Linked DNA regions of Zea mays: regions 1 and 2 are each linked to region 3. A link is a contact called in public Hi-C data. All regions are on one chromosome and are shown on one strand. Each heading gives the region's core, a stretch centred on a gene start, on an enhancer-like site or on the middle of the called end of the contact. The rest is flanking DNA. Distances are from core to core; before and after follow the strand shown.

Region 1 (3,802 bases), core at 9-2,508, 160 kb after region 3:
GTGCGGTGGGAGGTGACGCCGAGGCTGAGTGCAGCATCTGCTTGGTCGCGCTGCGCGAGAGCGAGGCCGTGGAGCTGTCGGCCTGCGCGCACGCCTTCCACCGCCACTGCATCTCCGAGTGGTTCGGCCGGAAGTCGACGTGCCCGCTGTGCCGAGACGACGTGGCCAAATATCTGGATCCCGAGCTGCAGCAGTATTTCGACGGCGACATGGATGCGCATTATTTTGCCAATTTCGACGACGACGCGCTGCAGCAGTATTTAGCCAATTTCGACGACGACGATCCCGCGCTGGATCAGTTTTATTTGGCCAATTTTGACGACGACGCCATGTGATTGAAAGTGCAGGCCACTGGATCCAAGAACATTAATCTTTATCCTTTGGGTTATATATATATATATATATATATATATATATATATATATATATATATATATATATATATATATATATATATATATATATATATATATATATATATATATATATATATATATTGTATAGTATCGAGATCTATATATATATATATATATATTGTATAGTATCGAGATCTGGACTTATTGGTTGTTTGGTCATTTATTTATCTCACATTATGGTTATAACATTATTTATAAATCTCGTACATCTCTCTTGTAGTTTCATAAACTACGAGGGAGATAGGTTTTATAAACAAATTTATTTTTATTTTGTCATATGAAGAAATGATCAAAATATAAATTGTACATCTTGATGAGTTATACAAATTTCTAGTTACATTTTTTCATTTGAATTTATTTACTGCTTTAAAATGTAATTTTTAAATTGTCTTTGCCTAGTGTTGAGAAAAACACTTGGCAAAGAAGCTTTTTGCTAGTGTGAAAAAAAAACATTCGACAAATAGCTTTTTTATCAAGTGTTAAAAAACATTTGGCAAAGAAACTTTTTGCTGAGTATTTATTTACCGATGATTTTTTTTGATACTCTGTAAAGAGTGCTTGAAAGAAAACACTCGACAAATTATTTGTCACTCAATGGCTAGTGCGTAAGAGACGAGACTCATGAATTGCTTCATCCATTTGCATATGCCTGCTCTGCTCTGCTCTGCTCACTAGCTGCGTTAACCGGTTGAGAGCAATGAACATAGGTTTCATTGTGTTTCTCTGACGGACCTTGAAGCTCTCAGCTTGCTAGGTTCGTTTTCTTCTTTAGATAGATCGAGCTGCTACCATCCATGCATATCCGATCCGACGCTTAGTGGGAGTCCATCCTGCCCGAGGACATGGCGTCCTTCCTCGCACGCCCGTGGCTGCGGGCCCGCCACGCCGCCGTTGATATCTTGCTGGAGGTGAAGCGGCACGTGCGCTACGACGCGGCCCAGGTGCTCGTGACGGTGTGTATGTGCAAGGAGGTCGGCGACGACGGTGGTGCGACGGGTGGTGACGACGAGACCGAGTGCAGCGTCTGTTTGATCCCGCGGCCGCGCGTGGTGCTGCCGGCAGCGTGCACGCTTTCTACCGCGGCTGCATCTCCGAGATTAAAGCTTGTGCTAGTTAAAATTAAATAGAAAAAAAATTAATTATCTTAAAAAAATTTAGATCTTTATGCAACCGAGTAAAGTTTTAGGGCTCGTTCTGTTCTTATGGAATCGCTGTTTGGAACAGATTGCTTGTCTCATTTATAAGTTTTGGTCAGTTGGAATAATTCCAGGTGTATTTCTAGACAAAAGGAAGTAAACTAGAGGAGATTAAATTCTTTTCTAGTTAAAATTAAATAGAATATGATTTATTCTTTTTAAATCTACTTACAACTAAGCAAATCCTTAATCATCATATCTGATTCCCGTCAAGGTCTTAATCATCATATCCCATGGGCTTTTGACTTGTTGGGCTTGCTTCAGCTTTCTCCCATGTACTCTTGCGCCTCGACATATTTGGATTTTCACGCTCGGTTCTGTTTCCGCCACCTGGTCGGTCACCTGCTCTATCACTACAATACTCTCGTTAGATCATATAGATCAAGCTGCTGCCTCCCTCGTTAGAACATTTCTTGCTACTGCTAGCCAATAATGAGCGCCGAGATTAGGTGCAGTGTTGACGTGCCGTCGATCAAGCGGCGAAGATTCAGGACGCGCTCATTTATGAATGGAGGAGGCAGGCAGGCAGGCACCAATCATTTACCACATGACCATAGCCGAATACTAGCTAGCTAGCTCTCTCTGTCGTCTTTCTTTGAAATGACGTAATCTTTTCCCCCTCTAGACCATCTCTTTATCCTCTACATTTTGTACGTCAATGCTTTTGTTTGTACCTTCCTCTATGATAATTTATATTCTCTATATACTGCTAGTTCCTATATATAAATATCTATCTGTGTGTGCCCCCACAATAACGTTAAGTCGTTCGACTAGTCTGGCTAGTCGGTTCTGCGCAACCAGAGTCCGATCCGATCAGTTCGACTAATTGTCCGATCCTCTGATTAGTCGTCCAGTTTGAGTGGAGACGTTTAGTTTCCCTGGGCTGCACGACTGTTTAAGATGTGGGGTGTTTTAGTTGTGGGTTGCACGACTGGTACTACCAGCCTGATAATAAGGCCCATTAGCGTAATGTCTTAGGGTTTTAGCTAAATAAGGTTGCTCCTGTTGGTGGTACTATTTCGGCGGCTATTTTCCCACCCTGTTCCGGCAGATTCTCTCCTCTCTAGCTCTCTCCTTGTTCAACACCGGTGGATGTCCTCTCCTATTCCTCCCATAATTCTCCGCGGAACTATCAATGAGCTTCACCAAAAAAAAAAAAATCAAAACAGGGTAATTCTGAAGCTAGATTTTGAGAAGGCTTATAACAATGTAAAATGGCCATTTCTTTTCTAGACTCTTCGTATGAAAGGCTTCTCGCCCAAGTGGATTGCTTGGGTTAAGTCCTTCATATCAGGGGGAGCGTTGCTGTAAATTTAAACGATGATGTCAGGCACTATTTTCAAACTCGAAAATGCCTACGTCAAGGAGATCCTTTGTTTCCCCTCTTGTTTAATATTATAGCATACATGCTAAAGATCCTTACATGTAGAGCCAAATTGGATGGTCAAGTTGAAGGAATAGTCCCTCACCTAGTAGATGAGGGGCTATCGATCCTTCAATAGGCAGATGACACAATACTTTTTATGGATCATGACTTGGATAAAGGCATAAAGCTCGTAACTTAAAGCTTCTTTTATTTGCATTTGAGCAAGCATCGGGGCTTAAGATCAATTTCCAAGTGAGGTATTCTGTTTTGGTGAAGCCCATGAGCATCTAGAGTTCTACACTGAGCTTTTTGGATGCAAAGCTAGTAATTTTCTAATGAATTTCTTCCTTGGCATCCCTATTCATCATAGGAAATTATGAAACAATGATAGGAAAAGGACCGAAGAGTGTTTTGAAAAAAGACATAGTGGGTGGAAGGGAAAACACCTCTCAATTGGAGGACGTCTTGTTTTAATCAATTTGGTGCTTAGTAGCCTTCCTATGTACATGATGTCCTTCTTCTTCATACCCAAAGGGGTCCTTAGGAAGTTGGACTTTTTTCGATCGAGATTTTACTGACAAGGGGATGAGCACAAGAAGAAATACATGTTGGCCAAATGGAATATCATTTGTTTGCCCAAAGACCAAGGTGGTCTTGGGATTCAAGACTTCAAATTAAAGAACATCGCCTTACTTAGCAAATGGTTGTTTAAGCTTCTCGCTTTTGATGGGCTATGGCAACAAATCTTGCGTAACAAATATCTCGGTTCAAAACCTTTGTCTCAAGTGGAGTGAAAAACTGGCGATTGACACTTTTGGTCTTGT
Region 2 (3,493 bases), core at 762-3,261, 160 kb before region 3:
TTGACGGGAAGCTGTTCGTCAACACGCAACAGGCCCCTACCTGGCGCGCCAACTGTCGGCGTTTCGACCCCGGGGGGTCCCTGGATAGACGAGTAAATTGTCGCTGCGTGCCCCAGCCCAGATGGGTCGGCGCGAGACGGAACACAAGGAGGGGGAAAACCACGGCTTCGTGTTGTCCTGTGCCCAGGGTGGATGCGCTTGCAGTAGGGGGTTACAAGCGTTCGCGAGGGAGAGAGAGAGAGCCTGTCCGTCAGCCCGTCCTCCCGCGCGGCCACCTCCCCGTACGAGGGCCCTGGACCTTCCTTTTATAGATGTAAGGAGAGGGCCCAGGTGTACAATGGGGGTGTAGCAATATGCTAACGTGCCCGGCAGAGAGGAGCCAGAGCCCTATGTACATGCCGACGTGGCTGTCGGAGAGGTGTTAGTGCCCTGTGCATATGATGTCGTGGCCGTCGGAGGAGCGCTTGAGCCCTGTAGAAGCACAGCTGTCGGGGCTATCAGGACCTTGCTGACGTCTCCTTGCTTCCGTAGGGGGCTGAGAACCGCCGTCGTCATGGGAGCATGCGGGGTGCCATCATTACTTGTTTACCGGGGCGAGCCAGATGGGACGCCGGTCTTGTTCCCCGTAGCCTGAGCTAGCTAGGGGGTAGGGTAATGATGTACCCTCCTGCAACGTGGTCGGTCCGAGCCCAAGGTCGGGCGAGGCGGTGACTCCTTCGAGGTCGAGGTTGAGGCCGAGCCCTGAGGTCGGGCGAGGTGGAGACCGTCTTCCGAGGTCGAGGTTGAGTCCGAGCCCTGGGGTCGGGCGAGGCGGAGACCGTCTTCCGAGGTCGAGGTTGAGTCCGAGCCCTGGGGTCGGGCGAGGCGGAGACCGTCTTCCGAGGTCGAGGCGGGGGCCGAGTCTTGGGGTCGGGCGAGGCGGAGACCGTCTTCCGAGGTTGAGGCGGGGGCCGAGCCCCGGGGTCGGGCGAGACGGAGCTTCCTATGGCGCCTGAGGCTGGACTCGGCTGCTGTCAGCCTCACCCTGGCGGGTGGCACAACAGTCGGAGCAGGAAAGGCGACGCTGTTTTCCCGTCAGGTCAGTCAGTGGAGGGGCGAAGTGACTGCGGTCACTTCGGCCCTGCCGACTGAGGAACGCGCGTCAGGATAAGGTGTCAGGCGATCCTTGCATTGAATGCTCCTGCGATACGGTCGGTTGGCGAGGCGATCTGGCCAAGGTTGCTTCACTGCGAAGCCTGCCCGAGCTGGGCCTCGGGCGAGTCGAAGGTGCGCCCGTTGCTTGAGGAGGCCCTCGGGCGAGGCGTGAATCCGCCTAGGTCTACTGTTCCTGCCCGAGGCTGGGCTCGGGCGAGGCGAGATCGTGTCCCTTGAGTGGACGGAGCCTTGACCTGAATTGCGCTCATCAGGCTTTTGCAGCTTGTGCTGATGGTGATTATCAGCCGAGTTTAGGAGTCTTAGGGTACCCTAATTATGGTCCCCGACAACACCGAGGAGTGACAAATGGACGGATTTCCTATTTCTCTAAGGTCTTGTTTGGGAGCCAGGTGAATAGAGGGGACTAGAGCGTCTAAAATACCCTTCTATTCTCCTTACTCGCAAACATGCCTTAAAGGATTACACTTTGACCGGGTGAGAGACTGGTGTGACTAAACGAGGTGTTTTAAAAAATAACTTTTCCTATGATATATATCATTTAAAAAAAAGGTTAAGATAACACCCTGAGTATTCATGCGTAATTACTACTCATGCAAATATTGCGATGAACGCATTGATACACCACCGTAGAAACAATGTATGCAACGCAGAGAGTATAAGCCAGAGAGAGGACTGTTTGGTGTCAGGCACGCATTCATTTTGATTGAATCCCTGAGACCCTGACCCAATCAATGTCCTAGTACACTTGCTGCCATTCCGCCGGAAGTTAATCACCGCTAACTACTCCCGGGCCGGGGGCCCAGCTACTAGCTGCTCGATCTCGATCTGATTTCATTTCTCCGCGGCGGCCCGGCTGCATGCCATGCCAGCACCAGCATGCTTTGCATTGCAACGCAGCTACAGGCCGGCCACACCCACTGGCAGTGTACGTGCAGGAACAGGAACAGAGACGCCGGCGAGACGATCATGCCATTGGCCATTACCATGGCGCCAAGAAGGCTGCAAGAGCAGCATGCATCGATCGAGATCAATCAATCAACAGTTTGGACATTGCAGGCTCGTGTCGTGTGTTGTGTACGCCACCACAGATGATTAGACAGCCCTTTTCTTTTTCCTCTCTCGCTGCCAATCTGGAACGCCTCTTCTTTCTTCCTTAGGCTATCCGCAGCGGTTCCCTCTAAATTTTTCCCCCTATATCACTTTTTTGCGTCACATCATCAACATTTCACCCCCTATTTTTTCATGTCCCGCAGCGGTTACCCCTAAATACTCCCCCTATACCCCACTACAACTATAAAATATCACTATCCAACCCTATTCATCATCTATTACCATTTTTTCTTCACCTATTAAACAACCACCGTACAAATGAACAGTGCATAGGGGGTCCGAGGACACACGCTACAGCCAGCGGAGTCCTGTTCATCTCCCACGCGTGGGGGGCCTCGCAGGGGGCCGCGCTGCGGGCGCAGGGGCGCCCCTGTAGCCGCCATTCTAGGGGAGGGGGCGGCCGCGCGGCGAGCGCTGTGGCCAGCCTTAGTCGACACAGGCTCACAGCTTGGAGAGACTTGGTTTTAGTGCTCTTTTTTTATTTTCGAGGGACTTGATTTTTTTATCTAGTCCAACAAAAAAAACCCTCAAATCAGTCTTTAAATTCATCGCAACAAACAATAACACGTGGTATCCAATCTTTTTCCGCTGTCCACCTAGATACTACCTCCGTTCTTGAATATTTAAACTAAACCGCGACAAATAAAAAAACAGAGGAGAATAACGTGGCCATGCCTTGCGCCGAGCTAGCTATGCCCGGCAAGAAACGTGCATCGAAGGGGACGACACGATCGCGCCTACAATTGCAAGAAGCAGTCCACGACGGGAGAAACCCACCTCTCGTCCTCGCTAGAGGAGGGAACGAGACCACCACGTTGGGGGGGAGCCAAAGAGGAGTCGATCGAGCGAGCCACCACCGGCGAGTAGCCACCCGTGCCATGAAGGCCTTGTCGCCGCGTCGAGGAGGCCTCACCAGAGGAGGGGATCTATCGCCCGGGAGGAGACACCCAAGCCGTTGAGATGGGAGCAGAGGTAGCTCTGAATTTTACACTGTTTGGGAGTAAGTGTAATGGAGGAGGATTGAAGGGACCAAAATCCTTTACTATTCAATTTTGAATAGTAAGAGATTTTGGTGTCCTGAGTCCCCTCCATTATCCTTCTCCCAAACGAGCCCTAAGCTTTAAGAATATGACTATATTTCTATTAATTTGGAAGTAAAATAATGAAGGGTTCAATTAAATTATAAAGAAATATTTAGATCATGGTCTATTACCACCTCAAGGTGGGA
Region 3 (3,483 bases), core at 641-3,140:
AAGCACTTTCGGCTATATATTTAGATGCAGCGTACATATCTATACACACATAGCAAGAACTAGAGGAAAGCCAAAAACTGTTTGTATTTTGTTAGGACGTAGCAGAGAGAGTAGCTTGTTAATTTGAGACATTGCATCAGTCAATAAGCCAAAGACAAGCATGAAAGAGAAACAATGATATATATATGCTCGATTTTCCATTGGTTCATGCACCCAAGCAGAAGCTTTCAAATCGAAGTGATACCTCACATACTTGCGCATCTGATGCGACGGGTTATTGAGATCTTTTAACCACCTCCGATCCGTGATGTTAATTGTACACATCACGACAAACATTGTTTACTTGTGAGTAATCGCCTGCTCCCGGAGGCGCGGTAAATAAACGTCGCGATCTCTAATTTCACACGCAACGATGAGTGGAGAACTGACAAAGACTCTTAGGAGAGGTTTGGTTGGAAGAATCAATCCATTTTAGATGAAGTATTGCATCGTCATGGGTCCAATCCTTAATAGGGTGTTTGGTTTGAAGAATGAGCTAGTAAATCATCTGATCACTCCTTATTTTTTTTGTTTGGTTTGTGGAACAGAATAAGTTGATCCATCACCACCTGATTCCTCCTCATAGTTAGTTAGTTCGTACTAATACGAGGAATGAGGTCATCCCACCAAATTTGAGAAACGGACATGATTTATTAGTAATAATACGAGAAATGTGTTCATTGCACTAAATTTAGAGGTTGTTTGGTTTGAGGAATCACTCCATCTAAAATAAGTAGGAATGATATAGACTTACTCGTTTATCAAACCAAACACGATATTACATTTTATTTATTGAGGAGGGAGAGGCTGCGTCGTTGGTGTATATGCAGCCATATGTGGAGGAAACGATGAGTACAAATTAAGAGACGGAGTTGATGTGACCCCTCTCGTGGCTGTAGCAGCTAGCTAGGTGAAGGAACCACCAGGAAGCAAGGCAAGTGCACGCCCCAGTTCCGCGGCCCTTGGAGCTAAAGAACAAAGAGAAGAATATGTGCCACAACAGGTCAAGCACACACGAGTACATACAAGCTAGAGCATGTATTAAATATATGCTCAATGGTGTGCATGGAGGGATCGAGAGGGAAGGAGGGAGGAGGCGTCTGGCGAGCAGCGCGCGTACGATGCGTCGTCGTCGTGTGGTTGCTTTGCTATTGCTCCTGCGGCCAACGATCGATACGTACGCGGGCGGTGGTTCCCCCGCGCGCATCAACCACGTGCGCATGTGGACGCGCTCCCCACCCCACGAGGCGCGCGGCACGGCAACCCACGCCATAAATTTTTACGGCACGGCACGGGGTCGGCCGGCCATGATCGGCAGCTGGCTGTAGTAGGGTGGTGCACAGGTCTCGCACTCGAGCACGCATGCAGCGAACCCGTCGTCGACGTCGTCCGTCCAGGCCCGCCGGAGGCCGGCGTACGGGAAACAGGGATGAAGAAGGCCAGGCACAGGCACAGCCAGCATGCAGAGAGGAGAGAGCAAAGGCCAAAGGGCGATCGGTCGCCGGCCGGCCGGGCTGCTGCCGTGCCACGTGCCTACTAGCTGGCCGGGGTACGGTTCATTTGATTAGCTACTGCCTACTGCCTACTGGCCTGCTTGCTGCTGCTGCTACTATACTACTAGTAGTATAGAGCGAAGAAGGACAAGTGTCAGTCCGGACGGCAGGCAGGCACACATTAAACGCGGATCGAGCGAGCCCGCCGCCAGCGAATGGCGAGCGCCCGGAGACCTTTCAACGACGACCGTAGCTAGGGATCGGATCCCCGCGGCAGAGCAGAGCACGGGCCACTCGCACGGATCACGGCCGGACGGACGGACGGAGACGAACAAGCAGCTCTTCTGCTACCAATATGGCCTTCTCGTGTGTGCCTGCCATGTACTCCTGTGGGCACCTGTACGCAACACACACACACACTCTATGTATGTATGTATGCATCGGGCTGCCACACCACTACTACTAGTCCACTCTCCCAATGCAAGCGTACGTCTCTCTCTCGCACCAATAAAACAAGAAAGAGATCGACAGACGCCGGCACAAGCACAAAGAGAGGCCCCGACCGCGATGGATCGTCAGCGACAGACCGACCGTGACACAGCCAACAACTAACACGCACGCGCGCGAGAGAGAAAGAGAGCTGCCCGGGAGAGAGAGAGAGGAAATCAAACGAAGGCGACGACGTACGGAGACGGCATGGCCGATCACCACCACCACCACCACCACGGGCATCCGCCGGACGGGCCCGGCGGCGCGGGGGACCAGCTGGAGGTAATCAAGGAGCAGGACCGGCTGCTGCCCATCGCCAACGTCGGCCGCATCATGAAGCAGATCCTGCCGCCCAACGCCAAGATCTCCAAGGAGGCCAAGGAGACGATGCAGGAGTGCGTGTCCGAGTTCATCAGCTTCGTCACGGGCGAGGCCTCCGACAAGTGCCACAAGGAGAAGCGCAAGACCGTCAACGGCGACGACGTCTGCTGCGCCTTCGGCGCGCTCGGCTTCGACGACTACGTCGACCCCATGCGCAGGTACCTGCACAAGTACCGCGAGCTCGAGGGCGACCGCGCCGCGTCCTCCCGCGGAGGCGGAGGCGGACCGGCCGGCGCCGCAGACCCCGCGTCCGCCTCGGCCGCCGCCGGTCCCAGCCCCAGCGCCGCATCAGCCGGTCATTTCATGTTCGGCGCCGCCATGGACCGGCCCGACAACAACTCATCCGCCGGCGCCAGGCCCTTTTAATCCATCCTTCCTCATCTTGCTTGTTATTACTCATCAGATTCAGATCAACAACAAAAGCTACCTGCGACGAGCTAGCTTAATTAGCTTATTGATTTCTACTACTGCTACTCATTTTTTTTGGGACAGGTGAGTCGTCGTCGTCGTATCGTATATCCAATCCAAATTCTTGCAAGCTATATCTATCTCTTTATTAGCGCTAGCTAGTCACAACAGTACGCATGTATCGGTGAAGAAGGAATTGGGGGTTGGGATGATACGGTTACCGATGATGAGGTACCATATATATCGGTGAACTCTAGCTGCTTGCTGCTTAATTATTAGTGTTTTTTTTTGCTCCTAATGTTTCTTTCTTGTATATACATAGTTCATCAATGATTAATTGGCTTGATTAGGCAACATGTCCAGCACACTAATAAGGGGATGCATGATGCTAGCTATAGCCTATAGCTCATGCATTACATCCGAGATTTCCCCCGTACCACTAGAGTCCTGGTGACAGATTAAGTGGCAGATTAAGGGGGTGTTTGGTTCCATGTCTTAGTTATTTTTAGTCCCTAAAATACCAAATGAATGTCAAAAATAGTACGTTTTCAAGTATGATTTCTAGGGAGTAAAGTTTATTAGTCTCTAAAGTTTAGAAGGATGACTACAAGAACCAAACACCGCCTAAACTAATAGCAATGCAGTGCGCTGCTGCTTCATACAAAACAAACAT

The links. Hi-C and Micro-C count contacts between places; a contact is called where the count stands out from the background.
Region 1: a contact with region 3 is called in a Hi-C map of ear, with 2.8 times the contacts expected there. The contact joins the promoter of LOC103652301 here to the promoter of LOC103650792 in region 3. A contact is called at or near these places in 6 of 25 Hi-C or Micro-C datasets (ear, leaf, tassel and 1 more).
Region 2: a contact with region 3 is called in a Hi-C map of tassel, with 2.0 times the contacts expected there. The contact joins the enhancer-like site here to the promoter of LOC103650792 in region 3. A contact is called at or near these places in 3 of 25 Hi-C or Micro-C datasets (ear, leaf and tassel).

Annotation. Positions count from the first base shown.
Region 1 is chr3:156,728,784-156,732,585 of Zm-B73-REFERENCE-NAM-5.0, forward strand. LOC103652301 (protein FAR1-RELATED SEQUENCE 4) reads left to right here and starts at 1,259. Exons shown (of 8, transcript XM_008677915.2): 1 at 1,259-1,522. The coding sequence starts at 1,259.
Region 2 is chr3:156,412,625-156,416,117 of Zm-B73-REFERENCE-NAM-5.0, forward strand. No RefSeq gene overlaps it. Among protein-coding and RNA genes, the nearest start is that of LOC103652297, 120 kb to the right of the region's middle. Within about 2 kb of position 2,012, at least 11 of the 20 cell types and tissues checked have an H3K27ac peak or open chromatin away from gene starts, as enhancers often do. A contact at or near this core is called in ear and tassel, where this site is marked.
Region 3 is chr3:156,570,822-156,574,304 of Zm-B73-REFERENCE-NAM-5.0, forward strand. LOC103650792 (nuclear transcription factor Y subunit B-1) reads left to right here and starts at 1,891. Exons shown (of 1, transcript XM_008676358.2): 1 at 1,891-3,108. The coding sequence starts at 2,229. The coding sequence ends at 2,768.